Regions from separate parts of the Mus musculus genome. Here region 2 is linked to region 1. The links are chromatin contacts, called in public Hi-C maps. All regions are on one chromosome and are shown on one strand. The core of a region is the stretch at or near the end of the contact, and the rest is flanking DNA. Distances in the headings are between cores, read along the strand shown.

The links. Hi-C and Micro-C count contacts between places; a contact is called where the count stands out from the background.
Region 2: a contact with region 1 is called in a Hi-C map of muscle stem cells, with 2.6 times the contacts expected there. The contact joins two enhancer-like sites. A contact is called at or near these places in 9 of 484 Hi-C or Micro-C datasets (adipose-derived mesenchymal stem cells, embryonic fibroblasts, embryonic stem cells and 4 more), 1 of 115 datasets of contacts at active chromatin or transcription factors (embryonic stem cells) and 1 of 9 other capture datasets (embryonic stem cells).

Annotation. Positions count from the first base shown.
Region 1 is chr1:57,435,083-57,438,662 of GRCm38.p6, forward strand. No RefSeq gene overlaps it. Among named protein-coding and RNA genes, the nearest start is that of Gm22371, 14 kb to the left of the region's middle. Within about 2 kb of position 2,034, at least 105 of the 459 cell types and tissues checked have an H3K27ac peak or open chromatin away from gene starts, as enhancers often do. A contact at or near this core is called in muscle stem cells, where this site is marked.
Region 2 is chr1:57,562,578-57,566,475 of GRCm38.p6, forward strand. No RefSeq gene overlaps it. Among named protein-coding and RNA genes, the nearest start is that of Gm22371, 140 kb to the left of the region's middle. Within about 2 kb of position 2,279, at least 8 of the 459 cell types and tissues checked have an H3K27ac peak or open chromatin away from gene starts, as enhancers often do. A contact at or near this core is called in muscle stem cells, where this site is marked.

The sequences.
Region 1 (3,580 bases), core at 784-3,283:
CATAATATAAAAATATTATAAAATATAATAATAGAAGGAGGGGCAAGTTGGAAGTCATGTGTAGTAGCTGCTCCTTTTCACATGTCATATGGTGCTCGTAAGCATTATCCCTTTCTTTACTGTGCCTGTCACTCAATTCCCTCATGCTCTCCAGAAACTCCATGCTTATTACCAGGTACCTGCCCCTGCAGAAACTTAACAACAACAACAACAACAACAACAATTTACAAACATGTATGTGGGGGCTGGAGAAATGACTTGAGGTTAAGAGCACTTCCTGCTCTTGCAGAGGACTGGGCTTGGGAACCCAGTACCCACATGGCAGTTCACAACCATCCCTAACTCCAGTTCCAGAGAATCCTATGACCTACTCATACTCATGAACAAAAACATGTGTGTGTAATGTATGTTACCACACATTAGCCCTTTACTGTCTTTTGTCTTTTAAAGAAAACTTCAGTATTTTCAAGTCTTAGAATAGGCCCTAGTTCTTTAGTCTTAATTTCTTCCTGTTTCACCCCTCAAGACACTATGCCTCACACCTCCTCTCTCTAATTTTCTTAGCTTTTAGTATAACGTTTGTTATATTAATTTTAGACACAAAATAAAAGATAACTAATGACATTACAACATAGCCCATTGCCTGACTTACACTGAATGCCAACCCCTAATAAAATGAGATATATGGAGTCCATTAGAAGATACCTGCAAGCACTTCACTAACTAACACCCCAACTTATTCCAAGTCTCTTACCAAAATATGCGGTACAAGGAATCAAGGAAAGCATACAAGACATTGCCTCTGCCCTGAAATTGCTTACCCTCTAGTTGGAGACCTTTTTTTGACAGTTAAAAAATAAATGCCAATGAATGTGAGAGGCAGTATGTGCTGGAAGATCTCACACCACATGAGGGACCAGGAAAGACTTTGCAGAGAAGAGAGATGGGATTTGGACCAAACCTTGGAGGGAGGTTTGGATTTGAAATAGAAGACAAAGAGAGAGTTAAGAAGCCTAATGTATGTGATCCAGATGCTCTGTCAGTGAAATAAGCCACTTCCTGCATCCTAGAACATGGTTAAACAACTTCTCTGAAATGGAGCCAAGAATGCAGCTACCTATTCATAAACGGTGTCTCTCGGTTTCTCCTCTGCACAGAGTTGGCCATTACTCACCGTCCCACTTTCTCAGACAGCATTACTCAAGACCCCCTTTCCCACCTCAGAAGCTCCAAACCCTCCCTCAACACACAGGAAGTCTTACTGTTTTGCTTGTTGTTTACAGAATATGTGGGCCCGGATCTTACATTCAAAGCCAAGCTGCCTTCCTGCCTTATCATCTGTAATCCCCTTAGAATTTTTCTTAAGGTCTCAATGATATCCTCTCATAAACTCCCTTCTTTGCTGACCAAGTGAAGCACAGTTGCTGATTTTGCAAGATACATGCTAAGGCAAAGTTAAGTCTTCGCCAGTCTCTGTATCACGTGACTGCTCCTGGCCCCGCCCTCTCCGTGTTTATATCTTTTATCAGAGCTGTGCAACGTATTTCAAGTGAGCCTCAGTGTTCTTCCCGTCCCACCCCGAATATTGACGGTAACTTGATAGCCTATCTCAAAACTGGTTTGTGGGATTCTTTTTCTCATTGTAGTTAAAATAGCTTGCCTTCTAAATGCCAGAAAATATTTTTGCCAATTAAGGGTTTTTATGAAGAACAGTGTCAAACGCTTTCCAGAAAGGGGTTTAAATTGTTTGGCTCGGCTGCTCCATCCGTTAACATTTTCCTTTGCAGTTTAACCTCACAGGTTTGCGGGATGGTTTCCCCGCACTGGGAAAAAAAAAAAAGTGATTTCTTTGTAATTAAACATAACTTCCTTAGAGATTCTTACGTTCAAGCTGTGGCTTAGAGCTTCAAAACGCTTTTCCCCTGCTGCTGAAATCATGAAGTCTGTGGTCTCCCAGCTCTCTTGTAAAAGCCTCTCTCTTTACAGAGTAGGAGACTTCACAGCGCCGGTCCTATTCAGCTGCTGCCGCTGATAATTTCAAAGACATATTCACAGAGTCCTGCTCTGCATCAGGCAGCTGTTATGTGGTTACGGAGTGTTTGTAGCACTGAATCTCCTTTCAAGTTTCCACTTCCATGTGGGATTGTCTGCTTGAGAAAGGCTTTGTGCTTTCCAGCGTGTTTCCTGTTTTCCTTGGGAGAGCTCCGTACTGTAATCATTTTTCCATTCCAAGTTGCCTAGGCTGATTTGCTTAACTGTTCCGATGCCTTCCCAGTGTCCAAATTTGCACCCCTGCAGTACAGTTTCATTACTTGCTTCATATGGGAAGGGAACATCTCACTTCTGCCTCATTCCTATTTTTTTTTTTCTCTCTGCTCCGTTTATCTGAGCACTTGTCACATCCTTCCAAGACCTGAGATTCGACACCTCAGTTTGGGTTTTCTAGTGCTTGGATGGATGTCAAGATGATTTATAAAGCCCTGGTGCCCAGTGCCATGGGCCAGTGTTACCATCAGGTGAGCAGCAGTTTCTCCTCAGCTTACCCAGCCTGGTTTATTGATTAGGACCATGGCAAGATGCAGCTCTTGCCCTACGCGCCCAGCAAGTCTGGTTTACAAGCCAGTCCACTTGTCCACGGGGGGCATCATTTCAGCCATCATTGCATGGCCTGCCTTTGGCACATTTTTGATTCTCATTCATAGACCGTAGTTACCTATAATTAAATTCTGCCAATGGTGCATGAATTATTTTATCTGGTCATATTTAATTTTCCTCGTTCTTCTCTGGGCATTCTTCTGTGAGCTCCAGGCTTCATCCTGTAGCTCTTTTGTCTATTTCTGAAGCCAAAGTTAGATTGATTACACATTGGGCCTTTAGGTACTTTGCACTGCTCCCCATAGCAAATAAATGCACCCTGTAAAACGATAACGTTTTTACATGTGATTCTTAAGAGCCCCAAAAGCCACCAGAAGATGCTAAGTGTTCCTTTACACTGATGGCTCTTTATCAGACATCCTTGGACCTCCGGGAGCTCTTGCACAATTTCTGGAGACAGTTTTGATGGTGTTTCTGTTACAACATTTATTTATTTTTGTGAGTATGTGCTCAAGTGCATTTGTGTTTACCACGTATATGAAGGAGGTCTCCAGATGTCCGAAGCAAGTGTCAGATTCCCTGGATCTGGAACTACAGGTGTTGAGCCCCAATGTGGGTGCTGAGAAGCAATCTCAGGTTCTCTGCAAGAGCAGCAAATACTCTTAACCACTGAGCCATCCTCCACTGCCAACATTTAATTCTTCACAAGTGGACGTTTGGGGTTGCTGGCATCTGGCGGGTAGAAGCCAGAGCTGCAAATACATTTTCTACACCAGACATGGCAGATCTCTCAACAAAAAAAGTTATATATCTTCAAAATCTGATAGTGTTTGAGAGTATGAAGGATTCTAAGCCTGAAGCTCAGTTTCTAGAAGGGTCTGCTGTAGCCGTTCCCCATCTAGTGAAGGGCAGATGCGACTATCCAAAGGCAGAGGAAAAGAAAAGAGCTATGTTGTCTTTTAAAGACACAAAAACAGGTTCCATT
Region 2 (3,898 bases), core at 1,029-3,528, 130 kb after region 1:
ATATTAAACAATAATTTAAAAACTAGAGGTCATGAATTTGAGAAGAGGTGGGAAGAAGTAGCTGATGGGTACCTGGTTGAGTAAGACGTTTATGAAGTGGTGTACAGTGAAGACTCCCCTTATCCATACTCAAGTCTACCTCAACTCAACTTGGAAATACTAACACAGGAGAAATCACAGTTTGCCTTTGATGTTCTTAGTTTTATTGTTTGTTTGTTTGTTTGTTTGTTTTAGACAAGGGTTTCTCTGTGTAGCCTTGGCTGTCCTGGAACTCACTCTGTAGACCAGGCTGGCCTCGAAGTCACAGAGATCCACCTGCCTCTGCCTCCCAAGTGCTGGGATTAAAGCTGTATGCCATGAGCACTCAGCTGGTTCTCAGTTTCATTACTAAAAGAATTTAAGAATGAACTCTAATGATTATTGGAACAAAATGATTGGTTAGGCTGTCAGACTGTTCCGATTTCATGGGTGCAGCTATGTATAGAAGATGCTATCTCACAACAGACTCCTGATCCTCTGACTGTCATAGCATTCAGCCCTGCTTCCACACTGGCCCCTGAGCCTTAGATAAGGGTTGTGTTGTAGAAGTATCATTTGCTAGATATGTCTGCCAATAGGAAGAGCTGGAGAGAGGAGAGAGGGAGAATAGACGTAAATATGGTATTTGGATATAAATTCTCAAGAATAATTAAAAAGACAGATAAAACTAATTTCAGCCAGATCAGCCAAATGACCATCCAGATGGTGGCTCCAGTCATTCTAAAGACAGGCAGAGCAGTCATTCTTGCAAAAAGACACTGTACTTTTCTGCTCCAGCATTGCCACTCCTAACAGAGTCAATACCAGTTACAGGGGGTTGGGCTGGATCTGTCTGCCTTCTGAGGCCCACGTTAGGAAGACCTGACTTTCCTTCTTTTCTGTCTTTCTTGTGGATGCTGCCAGAACCCAGGTGTGCCTTTGTCCTGCCCTTCCTCTCTCTTCTCTCCAGCTTCCCACCCACAATGTGGTGCACCCCTTTGCTTCTCTTCTCCACTCTCCTCCTGGTTGCTAAGATGTGCAGCTTGCCTGCTCTGATTTTTTCCTCCTTTTAATCTCCTTAAGCTTCCACTAGAGGTCCATTCTTAAATTCTTTTACTAATGAAACTAAGAACCAACTGAGCGGTGATGGCATACAGCTTTAATCCCAGCACTTGGGAGGCAGAGGCAAGTGGATCTCTATGACTTCGAAGCCAGCCTGGTCTACAGAGTGAGTTCCAGGACAGCCAAGGCTACACAGAGAAACCCTTGTCTAAAAAAAAAAAACAAAAACAAACAAACAATAAAACTGAGAACAACAAAAAGTGGGCTGATTTCTCCTGTATTCGTATTTCCAAGTCGAGTTGAGGTAGAATTGAATGTTGATAAGGAGACTCTTCACCATACAGCACTTCATAAATGTCTTACTCAACCAGTTCCCATCTGCAGTGGGCCAGTACTTGGTCTTCTTCAAACTATGGGAGGTAAACACTGCGCATGCCCAGTGCTGCACCGATTCAGTTCTTTCCTTTTTTTTTTTTTCCTTTCCCTAATTTCATTCAAAAGGCTTTCAGCTTCTTGTTTGTTTGCCTTGTAGGTCCAACAACACCAGCACAGTCAAATAAATTCTCCAATGGACAAAGCTACTATTTGGGGCGGGGGGGGGGGGCGGGGGTAGGCCTGTGACCATGTCAGGTGACGTTGCCAACTCCCTAATCCAGGAAAATAGGCCAAAGGACTTAAGATGATGTTTCCTCCAAAAATGTAGTCCACTGTGCTGTGTTGCACTGCTGCCGCCTTAGTGAAGTGAAGCCCTGGGGCTGGCTGGAGGAGCTGATGGAGGGAAATTGGAGACTGTGTCTGGCCACATCAGAGCAGGAATGCCAGTTCTGGCTTGGATCAGTAGTGGAGGAGGTTGGAACACAGAGAGCACCCCGGGCCTGAAGGTCAATGGGTGCTCAACAGTTTTATTTTTTAAATACTTGCTAGAATTGTCCTGTCAAGGCTGCTATGTAGTATAATGCAGCCAAGGGGGTACCTGGCAGACCCAGGCCACGGTGTTCCCCCTGAGAAATTACACCATGAAACAGATCTGGTATAAGGGGGTGGCTATTTGGCAGAAGGGAAGAGAGTAAGGAGTTAGAGAAGGGGTAGAGGCAGAGGAGTAGACGTAGACAGGCAGACAGACAGGAGCAGAACCGTGAGGGAGAGAACAGGGGAACAGGGTGCAGTTCAGAGAAGGACCAAAAGGGGAGAGAGACTGGCTGGGAACCTGTGGGAACCAAGGGAGCTGGAGTAGTGGGAAATTCTTTCATATGCAGCCCCGCACCGGTGTCCCTGGCCTCTGTGGCGGCAGATGATGTAATCTTTCCTGGGTCCCTGGGAGAAGCCTGGTGGACTCTCCTGTAAGCCAACAAAGGCTTTTGTTCAAGCTCTTTTGCAAATATTCTCAAGAATGAGATCAGTATATTTCTTTCACACTGTCTGATTTTGCTGTTAAAGTTATGTTAATCTTTTAAAGATTAAAATATTTTTATTAACACCGAGAATTTCATACAATGTATTTTGAATGCATTCACCCCTCAACTCCATCTCTTACTGCGCTCCCAATCCCCTCTGTTTCCACAGAATTTTAAGATTACTCCTCCTGTTGTTTTCTTTTGTTTTGTTTTCTTTCCCCATCAAGGCCAGATTATGTTGTTCAGCTGGTTTTGGGATTGGACTTGTCCTAGTGTGAGGTCAGCAGAGAGGTCACATTATTTATTATACTTTTTAAAATACCTGATTCTCCTTCCGTCCTGCAGCTATCAAATGCTAATAGCTCCTCAGCTGGTGGTGAGCTAAACTGTCCTGGGGGAGAGGTGTTTGTTTTATCTGCCTGGGGATTTTGCCTGCATGTATGCATGTGCACCGCATGTGTGCCTAGGGCCCATGGAGGTCAAAAGAGCATATCAGATTCCCTTGAAGTGGAGTTACAAATGGTTGTATGTCATCATGTGGGTGCTGGGAACCAAACCCAGGCCCTCTTCCAGAGCACCAACTGCTCCTCTCCACCCTGTGTGTTAATATCTTAAAAGATGTAAGGGTGGATTACCTTCTGTTTCTGCTATGGCAATTCACTGCCAACTTAGTGACATAAATCCATTATCTCGAAGTTCTGGAAGCCAGAAGTCCAAAGTAAGTCCCCCTGGCAGTGATTAAAATGTCACCAGGGCCATGAGAAATATCCCCAGGTGTGTGTGTGCTTAGGTGTTTCCATCCTTTAGAGGCCATCTTCATGCCTTGCCCATGACCCCCTTCCTGCCGCAGTCACAGCCCTCTCCTACCTTCCTTTGCCATTACTGAGGACACACATCTTTACCTGGGACCCTTTGTATACGGGATCACCTGCTTGCTCACCGGCACTATTTGCAGAAGCAAGGATTCACAGGCTCCAGAGGTTAGGGCTTGGGTCTCCTCAAGGAGCCAGTGCTCTGACATCCCTGCAGGAGAGTGCGTTCTCTAATCCTCTTCTCTGGGGAGATTTTTACCTGTGATTGGAATCAACATTTTATTCAATAGCTGATGGGAATTGTCTATGAAATTGTCTGGGGCGTTTATGCAGGTTGATTTTTATTTTAAACATGGCCAGACTTTGAGTCTGTATGTCTGCTTCAGTAAACACGCAATATTATTAGAGTACACAATTATTACCTTGACGATGAAGAATGTAATTAGAGTCTGTTGTATTTTGCCCATATTTATATCCCTCTATCCATCAAAGCATTCCCTTTTAAATATTTGTAAATACTCCCATTTAATGTAAATAACCAACTATAAATACAACTAGGTGCTTTTTTTGATTCACAATTCCCTGTATTATTTTATTTCATTTAGTAAAATG